2 separate regions of the Sus scrofa genome follow, and region 2 is linked to region 1. The links are chromatin contacts, called in public Hi-C maps. All regions are on one chromosome and are shown on one strand. Each heading gives the region's core, a stretch centred on a gene start, on an enhancer-like site or on the middle of the called end of the contact. The rest is flanking DNA. Distances are from core to core; before and after follow the strand shown. Region 1 holds the start of LOC106505276. Region 2 overlaps SLC25A15 (solute carrier family 25 member 15).

Region 1 (5,143 bases), core at 1,713-4,212:
GGGTTAATAGAAGCAAACTATTCCATTTAGAATGGATAAGCCATGAGGTCCTGCTGTAGAGCACAGGGAACTACATCCAATCACTTGAGACAGAACATGACAGAATATGAGAAAAAGAATGTGTGTATATACATATATATGTATAACTGGGTCACTTTCTGTACAGCAGAAATTGACAGAACATGGTAAATCAACTATAATAAAATAATAAAAAAGAATGGGTGTTTTCATCACGCTTTCACATGATCTCACTTACAAAAGGTACTTGAACAAAGGACGGGGTTTTCTCTGGCATTACCTGCAGCCCCCGCCGTGAGGTCAATGGCAGCTTGGATGGCAGGATTGGACTTCATGTTCGCCCGCTCCTCTCCTAGGCTCCGTGGAGGGCAGCTCTCTGGAGCTCAGGACGGGCACCTCATATCCCTGGAGGGGGCAAGAGTTCACCATCAGTCAGGCCACTGCAGGCTAGCTGCATAGCTACTGGACTTGAACTTCTAGGAGCCAGGAAACTGGCTCTACATTGCTTCAAAAGAGGGGGCTTCAGATATCAGAGCAGCTTAGTGATCTGTGTTGCCTTCCCCACCCACCACCACCTCCCCATGAAAAGCACGCAGATCCAAACCCTTGCCTGAGCAGAGCAGCTATGGCAACAGGTGGGAGCACTTCAACCAACCTTTCTGAAACCTCAATTGAATGCCCAATAAGAAGCCAACAAGACATCCCAAGCCCCCAGTTAGTTTTTCAAAGGCCTAAATTCAACTATCTTTCCACCAGACTCTTCCAAATTCGGACAGCAGCTTGTGAGAAGCCCCTAAGGGAAGGTCACAAAACAGCAGGTCTGGAAAAGAAGGGGTTAAGAGTTCTGCCAAGTGACATTCACCTGGGTCTGAATGCCTGCCCTACCACCAGTAGCGTGGCCCTTTGGGTCCCTAAAGCTGGAGGTCCCTGTTTGTACAAGTGAATAATAAAAGTACTATCATTACAATACAAGGGCAATGACAAATAGCCGCACCAGACAAACACAATGATGAACTGAGAGCCACACACCACGAGATCTTAGAACAACTACAGCACAGCACCAAACTCTGCCGTCAGAGTCCCCTCCAGAGCTTCTCAATCCTAAGGGGCACACAAATCACCTGGGGACCTTGTTAAGTTACCAATTCTGATGCTACTGGCCTGGTATGCTCCCAGGTGAGGCTGATAATGCCAGCTACCAAGCACAATTTGAGAAGCAACACCCGGCCACTGTGCCCCAAAAGGCTAGCTAAGAATCACCTGGGACACTGGTTAAGTAGTCAAATAACCAGGCCTCTCTCCCAGAGATCTTGATTTAATAGGTTTGAGCTGGAGCCTAACAGTTTGGGAAACCCAGAGTCTTCTCCTCCACCTTTAGACAGACGTCAACCACTGCTGAGGCATGGACTTAATAAACAGTGTCTAGGAAAGGAGAGGCTCATTAACAGAATATTTCAATAAGCAATGCTGTACGGTTTTCAAACTACGTCATTGACTCCTGGGTGAATAACATGGAACACTTTTTACTCTTCACACTGAAGACCTATGTGTCCCCCATCAGGACACCTCTTAGAGGAGGGGGTGAGCGGGGCAGAGGACCCGATCAATGAACACACCGACATCATCCTGATCATCAGCAGAAAATCATTTTAGCCACCAAGAAGTTTTTGAACCACTTCAAGCATGTTGCCAATGACCAGACACCAAAAATCTTCCTTTCTTTACCAAAAAAGTAAAAAAAAAAAAAAAACAAAAAAAAAACTTTAAAACCAGCAACAACAAAAAGCATAGATAGCACTTAATAAAGCAACTAAGCCACACGAACCCAACTTCACGTTACTGAAGGCCTGGAGAGGCAGCACCAGTTACTGATAAGGGGGTGGCCCCTGGAAATCTAGAGAAGGATATCAGTGTCCCGACCCAACATCCTCGTTTTCCAGACGGAAAGCTGAGGCCAGCGAAGGCAAAGGCTTGTCAAAGGTCACACACGGAATCAGTGGCAGAGAGGGTGCAATGCACGTCTTGCCTTTTGGGCCTGTGCCTACCAACCAATACTTCACTCCAGAGTATCCCAACCTGGTCACACAGAAAAAACCCAACCCTGCCTTTTAGAGGAAAATGGAGGCAGTGAGGAGAGGAGCCACACAGGCAGGGTATGTCCAGCAGAGCCTCTCAGAAAATTCTCTAGGGTTCATTCCCTTGGGGGGTGGACATCTCTTTCTTAATTTAGCAGGAAAGAGGCACAGCAGATGGTACTATCTCATCAATGCGAAGTCAACCCCTTTAGGTAAAAGTCAGAAACGCATCAACTGCTACAAATAACCGCTTGTAGAATTTTTAGGACAGTAAACAGAACACAGAGTAACTCAGAAGGTGTGGGCAACTGTTTCAAATTAAGCGTAGGTTTGGCTTGAAGATAACAGGTCTTGCAGAGGCAAGACTGATTAGCATGACTTAATTACATTGATTCGTGAGCCTTTGGTACCCGTGGAACAGAAAAACTAAGTCCTTACAGCGTCCCTTTTACCCCTCTTTCAAACTACACCAAAGTCCGACTCCAGAAGAAACAGCGCCAAATATCTTCCCGTTCCTTGGGGAAATTCTCTTTTCTTGGGGGAAAATCCGAGGAGGCCTCATTCCCCACTAATTAACACGAATTGCTCCGGGAAGATTCCAGCTTCAGGCCGAAGCTGGCGCGGTGGGAGGCCGCCCTCCATCCAGACCGCCCAGAGCTGAAGCCCAAGGGCGTTGGGATGCAAACCGGCCTCGCTGCTCAGCAGCCGGGAAGGGGCTCCAGCTCCGGGGGCTCGGGATCCCAGTCCGCACGAGGGGCGGCTTAGGGAAACGACTTCTAACTTGGTCTTCCCGGTTCGCTGACTCTGCCCAGCAATCTGCGAGTCTCCCATTCATAAGCGCCTCCGCCCCGTCCGGCGCGAGACTCAGATGGCGCGGAGCCCGGAGGCTCGGTGACACGACGAGGGGGCAAAGGAGGACAACCTTTCCCAGGAGTTGACCACTGCGGGCAGGAGGCCGCAGAGCCCCGCAGTCTCCGCCGAGCCCGGGGCAGCGCCCGGGAGTGGGGCGCCCGCGGGTCCCCGGGCACGTGTGCGGCGGGTCCGAGACCCCGGATCCCAGCTGCCCGGAAAGGTCACGCCGCTCAGGCGCGGAGGCCCGCCCGCTCCCCACTCCCTCCTCCCGGCCAGTTCCCTGCAGCCCGCGAGCGCCCGGCGGGGCTGCGCTCACCGCCGAGCCGACCGGCTGCGTCCTGCTCGCGCTCCGCCGCCTGCTCTCGACTCTCCCTGGGCTGCGGGGGCGGCCGCTTCACACACACGTCGGCGCCAGGCCTGCCCTCCGCCCCGCCTCCCGCGCCGGACTGCTCCCTGCAGGCGGCCCCGCGGGCTCAGGAGCGCCCCTGCAGCCGGGGCGGGCTGCGCGGGGCCGGCCTGGGCCGGTGAGCCTCCTGCCCGCCAGCCCCCAGCCGCGCGCCGGGGAAGCGGAAATCGGCGCGGTGCGGCGACGCGCTCAGGCCAAAAGGCCGCCCCTCGCCGGGAGCAGGCGGGGCTGGCGGGGCTGGCGGGGCTGGCGGGGCTGGCGGGGCTGGCGGGGCTGGCGGGAGGGCTGGGAGCCCAGGCCTCCACGTTGCTTTCGTGCCTCGCGGTTCCCGGAAGCGCTCGGTGAGCTCGATTCTAGTGAGATCTCAGGGAGGGGGCTGAGGGTGCCCGGAGTTTGGACGAGTGACTGATGCCTTTACGCTGGTTAACCTTGCTCGGACTCGAAACTCAAGGCTCTCATTTTATAATTGAGTACGAAAGTACTGGAAAGGTAGTGATGGAAAATAAATTCACTTATTGCTGGTGAAAACCAAACCCAAAACATTTCCCACTAATTCTTCTTCGAGGAGCTCCGGCTCCACTGATGACATTTGGAAAAGCACACCCACCGATGAAAACTATAGCCCTAAATGTCTTCTCAATTCCTAATGAATTATAGTTGGTTCTATGGCTCTCCGGCATTTTATTAAAAAGCTCAATTCAGGGAGTCTGTTGGGAATTCCTGTTGTGGCTTAGCAGTAACCAAGCAGACTAGTGTCCATGACACAGGCTGGATCCCTGGTCTCCTTTAGTGGGTTAAGGATCCAGCGTTATCGTGAGCTGTGGTGGAGGAAGCAGATCCACTAGAATCCCTGGTGGCTGTGGCTTTGGGTAGGCTGGCAGCTGCAGATCTGATTCGACCCCCAGCCTGGGAATTTCCATATGCCACCGGTGCGGCCCTTTTTAAAAAAGAAGTCTTGTGTACCAGGAGTAAAGGAATTTTCTCTAGTGCACTAGACACAGATCCACTCAGTTGGAAAGGTCTTGGTCTATTACTGACAGGTGCTCAGTGTCACAGCCATGGCCTTCAGAGGGCCTTGGTTCAAACTTCATGGATTTATTTGACTTTTCTACACAGTTTTCTTCCTTAAAACGTGCCGTCATTTTCTTTTACAACTTTCTGCCCTGTTTGGATGTGATGTTTGACTACTGCCAATGTATATTTAAGTGATTTTATGTGAGGGCCAGTGACAAATATTTGAGGTAACTTGTGTGAGTCTTTAAACATGGATGCACAGCTGACTAGACCTTCTGGAGGAAGGAGGTGCTATGAAGGCGTCCGAGCTCCTGGTGAATGAGGGGCTCCTCAACACAGCACAAGACTGTCTTCTCCCAAAATCAGCACTTTAGAACTCAAGCTTCCAGAACATAACTTCATTATAGAAACAAGCCAGGGGCTTTGAGTGACTTGCCCAAAGTGACATGTAACATAACCAGTGGGCAGCAGATGAGGAGCAGAACCTACAGTACAACATCCTAGAGGACTGGGCCTTTCCGCAGCGCCTGGCCCAGAGGCTCTTGCAAACCTGAAAGATGAAGCCCAAGGGAACGAGATAGGGATAGGGCTATATCTCCTGTTACAGATGAGAAAGAGCACTGGGCTTGGAGACAGGCCACTTGCGTAAAAATCTCAGTGACCTTCAATGAGTCATTTAACCTTTTGAAACTCCAACCATCACATGACAGCATCGAGGCTTCCTTTGAACCTCCCTGCTCAAGGAGCCTGCTGCAGCAATCCAGCACGGAGGAGAGGG
Region 2 (5,592 bases), core at 2,358-4,857, 40 kb before region 1:
CTCGGTGGGGCAGAGGACCAGGGCAGCAAAGGCAGAGGCGAAGGAGCCAGCAGCCGCGTTCTGCAGGTCACTGAAAGCACAGGAGACCAGTACGGCCCAGTTATTCATCCACGGGGCACGCTGAGACTCAGCAGTAAAGGAGAGCAAGCGTGAGAGGAGAGGGACGTGTCCCCAGAGCCCACCAGGCACCTGCCGCTTCCTCAGAGGAGCACACAACCCTGGGAGGTGACAGCCATACCCCAGCGTCCACGTGGGAAAATGATGCCCAGAGAGGACACGTGCTGTGCCCAAAGTCACGCAGCTCGTGAGCGACACCACCAGGATTCACGCCAGGCCTGCCCGACTGCAAACCCACGCTAGCTTTATTGGGCACAGCACCATGGCCTGGTCATTTATGTCCCCCCCTCCAAGTTCCGAGGTTGAAGCGTAATGGGATGGTATTTGGAGGAAGATAATAGGTTTAGATGAGGCCACGCAGGTGGGGTCCTGGTGATAGTGTCCTAGTCAAAAGGGACCAGGCGAGCTGGCGGGGCACACTCTCCACCAGGTGAGGACACAGCCAGCTGGCCCTCTGCAAACCCTCACCTGACACCAAGTCAGCCAGCACCTCGTGCTTGGATTTTCCAACCTCCAGAACTACGAGAAACAAATGTTTGCTGTTTAAACCACCCAGTCCATGGTATTTTGTTCTAGCATCACACACGGTGACAAAGAAAAACCAAAAAAACACAGACAGGAAGGAAATATTACACGTGGTCCCACCACCCCAAAACACACAGTATTAATGCTTTAGTGCGTTTGCCACTGAGCTTTACATAAAATTAGGTTCATGGAGTTCCCTGGTGGCCTAGTAGTTACAGCTCTAGCATGTCACTACTGTTGTTTGGGTCACTGCTGTGGTGCAGGTTTGATCCCTGGCCCAGGAACTTCCACATGCCGTAGGCACAGCCAAAAGAACCCACCCTCCCCCCAAAAAAAACCCTCCTAGGTTCTAAGGCCACCCCCCATGCCCCAAATCCAGCTAGGAGCAGCCAAAAGTGTAATGTCACTGCCACTGGTGAAAACCCAAGATAAATTTTTAACCAAAAAGTTGCTCATCGCCAAAAGATTCCCCAGCTCAGCTGATGATCTCCTGGTCCTCAGGTGCCCCGAGGCACGAGGGGCTCAGCTGGTGCCGCAGGAGGAGAGCAGCCAATGAGTCAGCAAACCCCACGTTGTAGGGCAAGTGGCGAAGCTGGAAATCTCAACGGAGGAATGAATGTGCATAAATGGAACAATTCATCTCATGTGGGTTAGTCCAACAGCCTCAGTCACCAGGTAGGGGGCAAAGCTGGAACCCAGTAAGAGTTCAAGGATGTGGGGGGAAGTATGAGAAACAATTGTCAGGAAGACTCCTGAGAGGTCATGCGGCTCAGAAAAGGAACTCCTCTCCAAACCCCAGGACCGCACCTCTGGCACGTTGTGGGGACGGCCTCCAACTGGGCAGGAAGGACTGAGCTGCTCACAGCTGGACAACTGGCCCCAGCACTTGCCCGATAAATGCCAGCCTCTGCTGTCACTGGACGGCCAGGACAGCTCAGACCTCCGGGAGCCCCGATTTAACCCCCCACCCCTGCCACCTGCCCAGATAGAGAGGTTCCCTCACCATCTCCCTCCAATCTGTGAGCAGAAGCCTAAAGACCTCCCACACTCAACTGCCCTAAAGTTATAAGAAACTAATGGCTCAGACACGACTATAACAAACCTCATTTTAATGCAATTTATTGCACTTCACATTTTATAAAAATTGAAGGGGAGGTTCCTGTCGTGGCGCAGTGGTTAACGAATCCGACTAAGCACCATGAGGTTGCGGGTTTGATCCCTGGCCTCGCTCAACAGGTTAAAGATCTGGTGTGGCCGTGAGCTGAGGTGTAGGTCGCAGACGTGGCTTGGATTTATTGTGGCTGTGACTGTATTGCTCGGCAGCTACAGCTCCAATTAGACCCCTAGCCTGGGAACCTCCACATGCCGTGGGTGTAGCCCTAGGAAAGACAAAAAAAAAAACAAAAAAAACAAAAAAGAATTGAAGGTTTATGGCCACTGTGTGTTGTCAGATGATGCTTAGCATTTTTTAGCAATAAAATGGGTTTTTTTTTTGTCTTTTTGCCATTTCTTGGGCCGCTCCTGCAGCATATGGAGTTTCCCAGGCTAGGGGTCTAATTGGAGCTATGGCTGCCAGCCTACGCCAGAGCCACAGCAACGCAGGATCCAAGCTGCATCTGCAACCTACACCACAGCTCACGGCAATGCCGGATCCTTAACCCGCTGAGCGAGGCCAGGGATCGAACCCGCAACCTCATGGTTCCTAGTTGGATTCGTTAACCACTGCGCCACGATGGGAACTCCAGCAATAAAATGTTTTTAAATTAAGGTAGGTACATTTCCTTTTGAGACATAATGCTATTGCACAGCTAAACTACAGCCTAGTGTAAACCTAACTTTACGTGCACTGAGAAACCAAAAAATTCAAGAGATGGTCTAGAACCAAACATGGAGTACCTGAGATGTGCCTGCCTAAAAGCAGGGGCCACCTCCCATCTGGGCCTGATTTCCTATCCCTAGGGGCCTGGCCTCGGAGGGATGGGAGTTGGGCACCCAGGGCCAAGTCAGCCAGTTAGCAGCCAGGTCTCCGAATTGGCCTGGAGCAAGCTTTCTTTCAGGAGGAAACACCGCCTCCTGCAGCACGGCCTTCCTTTTGTTTTTAGAGAAGGACAGGTCAGACCTGCTTACAGGACAGCCGGGAGCGTAGGGCGCACCGCTGGGAACTGCCTGACACTGCGCCCCATCCCTCCCGCTTCGCTCCAACTTGGCTCGTTTGTCAAAACCAAAGCTTAAATGGTTTCTGTCTCTCAGCCAGCCTGCAGATTCTTACTCTGCTTCCCTCGGGGACTGTCAACCTGCTGACAGCCGCAGTCACTTGGTGTCATTGACCAGGGTTTGCCAGTGTTGCTGGAACCAAGGTGACATCAATAAATGGAGACGCCTAGTCCCTCTAAGATGCAGCAACACCTGAAGGAGCCCCACGCACAGCTGCAGTGCAACAACAAGACCAAAGCAGATCTGTGGTGGACTTTGGCTTTTTAATCAACACTTTCATCTACCAGCTCAAGACACCGGGGACACGGGGCCCCAGGCTGTGCCTAGAGTATGAACTTTTATTTTTTTGGCCCCACCCACAGCATATGGAAATTCTTAGGCCAGGGATCAAATCCGTGCCACAACAACGATCCGAGCCACAGCAGTGACAATGCTGGGTCCTTAACCCACTGAACCACCAGGGAACTCCCTAAAAAAGGTTTGTAACTGGAACTCATACAGCAATAAGCACAGAATGTGATTTTGTAAGAATTCACTGTCGTGTCACCCAGTCAACACACATGTACCTGAACACTTATGGTGCGTCAGACCTTGTCCAGCCAAAGGTGAAAAGAGAATACTACATGGGGAGTGTTCGACCTGAGAACAAATATTTACAGCATCACTGCACAAGTTCCCAACAGGCGCTTACAAGCAGTTCTTCCCTTTGCTGCTTCTGCTTAATTATTAATCTTTTCCCTAGACCTGACCCCTACAAAGCACTCCAGAGTCTGCCTGTGGTCTTATGGGAAGAATGCTGGACGGGGGCTCACAAGACACGGGCTGCAGTCCTGACTCTGTCACTTATTAACCCAGTGATCTTCAGTGTTATCAGTATCTGCACCGGAGTTTGCCCGTCTATAAAGCAGAGACCACCACCTGCCTGGATGTTCCCCCAGGACCATGGCAAGGGCGAAAAAGGCCTGACATGAAGACTCTCAGGCAGCAGGTACTCAACGGTAATAAGCAACCACTGTCCTGCACGACGAGAAAGCAGCAGCCCCTCTGCTCCCGAGTTCAAGAAAGATGAGTGTGTGGGGTCTGGCTGAGTGCAAGAGGAAGCTTTCTTCACAGCAGACCTGCCCCCAGAATCTCATGTGGCTGTTGTTTCCCTGTCCTTCTCTAAGGATGCCCAAAGGAGTTTCTGTCATGGCTCAGTGGTTAATGAATCTGACTAGGAACCATGAGGTTGCAGGTTTGATCCCTGGCTTCGCTCAGTGGGTTAAGGATCCAGTATTGCCATGAGCTGTGGTGTAGGTTGCAGATGCGGCTTGGATCCCATGTTGCTGTGGCTCTGGCACAGGCCAGCAGCTACAGCTCTGATTCGACCCCTAGCCTGGGAACCTCCATATGCCGCAGGTGCGGCCATAGAAAAAACAAATGACAACAACAACAACAAAAAACAACCAAACAAAAAGGATGCCCAAGGAGACCTAAAGTCACAGTGTCCTTCCAGTCCATCTCTACTGTGAGATACGCAGAAGATAAACCAGGAGAAGGCAGTATTTCTTTACTTCCTCCTTTTGCCTGACCTCTCCCTCCTGGAGGGTCCTAGGACCTGTACTCAATCCTATAAACATTATTTCCCTGGGTGATTTCATCCCGAGCCTTTAAAAAACAAATTCCAGGAGTTCCCATCATGGCACAGCAGTAATGAACCCAACTTGTATCCATGAGGATGTGGGTACAGTCCCTGGCCTTGCTTAGTGGGTTAAGGATCTGGCATTGCCAAGAGCTGTGGTATAGGTCACAGACACGGCTCAGATCCCACGTGCTGTGGCGTAGGCCGGCAGCTGTAGCTCTGATTTGACCCCTAGCTTGGCAACCTCCATAAGCCGCACCTGTGGCCATATAAAGGAAAGAAAAAAAAATTTCATCAAAATAGGAGTCCTTGGTGCTCCCTGGTGGCACAGCAGGTTAAGATCTGTCATTGTCACTGCAGTGGTTCAGGTCGGATCCCTGGCCCAGGAACTTTCACATGCCAAGGGGGCAGCCAAAAAAAGACAAGATTACTGCCCATAAACAGACACATCTCCAGGCACCCCCAGAGAACACATCTGTACCTATTTTAGCCACGTGGGACCTATAGTTGCAGCAGGGTCTCAAATTCCTACCATGACAACCAACAAGACTGCCCTTTGCAACCACAAAGCTGACACTGTAATTTTAAATGATTTAAAATTGCTTGAAGGAGCAAAGGCTATCCCAGTGGTTTCTGAATTCCTTTTAGTCTCTGTTTAATAAATACCCAAGGGCTGACCAAGCACACGCCAAAGTCTGATGTTTGCAGCAGACACGGCCAAGGAAGCAACAGGTTCACTGGAATCCTTGCAGATGCTCTATCCTTTCCTAAAACGCCAGTGTCCCCTCAAGCCTATTTATTTGGCTTTTTGAATGCACTGCATTTGGACACACTGCTGATGATGTGGAGCCCAGAACTGGGATCCTAAGCTGCATCTATGGTTTAGGTCCCGCACGTCTGCCCACAGGGACATGGCACCAATAGCACCTGAAAAGCGCCCTCCTTCATGTGGGGTGGCTGGTTCTCTCTGGTGGACTGTGGGCAACACTCCCTTTGTACAACACGTCTGTGCTTTCCAAGCTGTCTGGGATGGCAACGTCTGGCTCCATAATCAGAAAGAAAGCAGTGGGTTTTTTTTACAAAGGAAACACCCTTCCCCATAAGGTCTCTTAAAA

Evidence for each region. A called contact is a pair of places that touch in the nucleus more often than the background predicts.
Region 2: a Hi-C map of liver shows a contact between it and region 1, with 7 times the contacts expected there. The contact joins the enhancer-like site here to the promoter of LOC106505276 in region 1. A contact is called at or near these places in 2 of 5 promoter capture datasets (both in liver) and 14 of 47 Hi-C or Micro-C datasets (alveolar macrophages, embryonic fibroblasts, fetal liver and 5 more).

Annotation. Positions count from the first base shown.
Region 1 is chr11:15,492,557-15,497,699 of Sscrofa11.1, reverse strand. It overlaps LOC106505276, which reads left to right and starts at 2,962. Exons shown (of 3, transcript XM_021065390.1): 1 at 2,962-2,984; 2 at 3,055-3,692. The coding sequence starts at 2,962. SLC25A15 (solute carrier family 25 member 15) reads right to left here and starts at 3,524. Exons shown (of 7, transcript NM_001243910.1): 1 at 3,262-3,524; 2 at 299-423. The coding sequence starts at 353.
Region 2 is chr11:15,533,101-15,538,692 of Sscrofa11.1, reverse strand. SLC25A15 (solute carrier family 25 member 15) reads right to left here. Exons shown (of 7, transcript NM_001243910.1): 4 at 1-70. Among named protein-coding and RNA genes, the nearest start is that of SLC25A15, 42 kb to the right of the region's middle. Within about 2 kb of position 3,607, at least 14 of the 83 cell types and tissues checked have an H3K27ac peak or open chromatin away from gene starts, as enhancers often do. A contact at or near this core is called in fetal liver and liver, where this site is marked.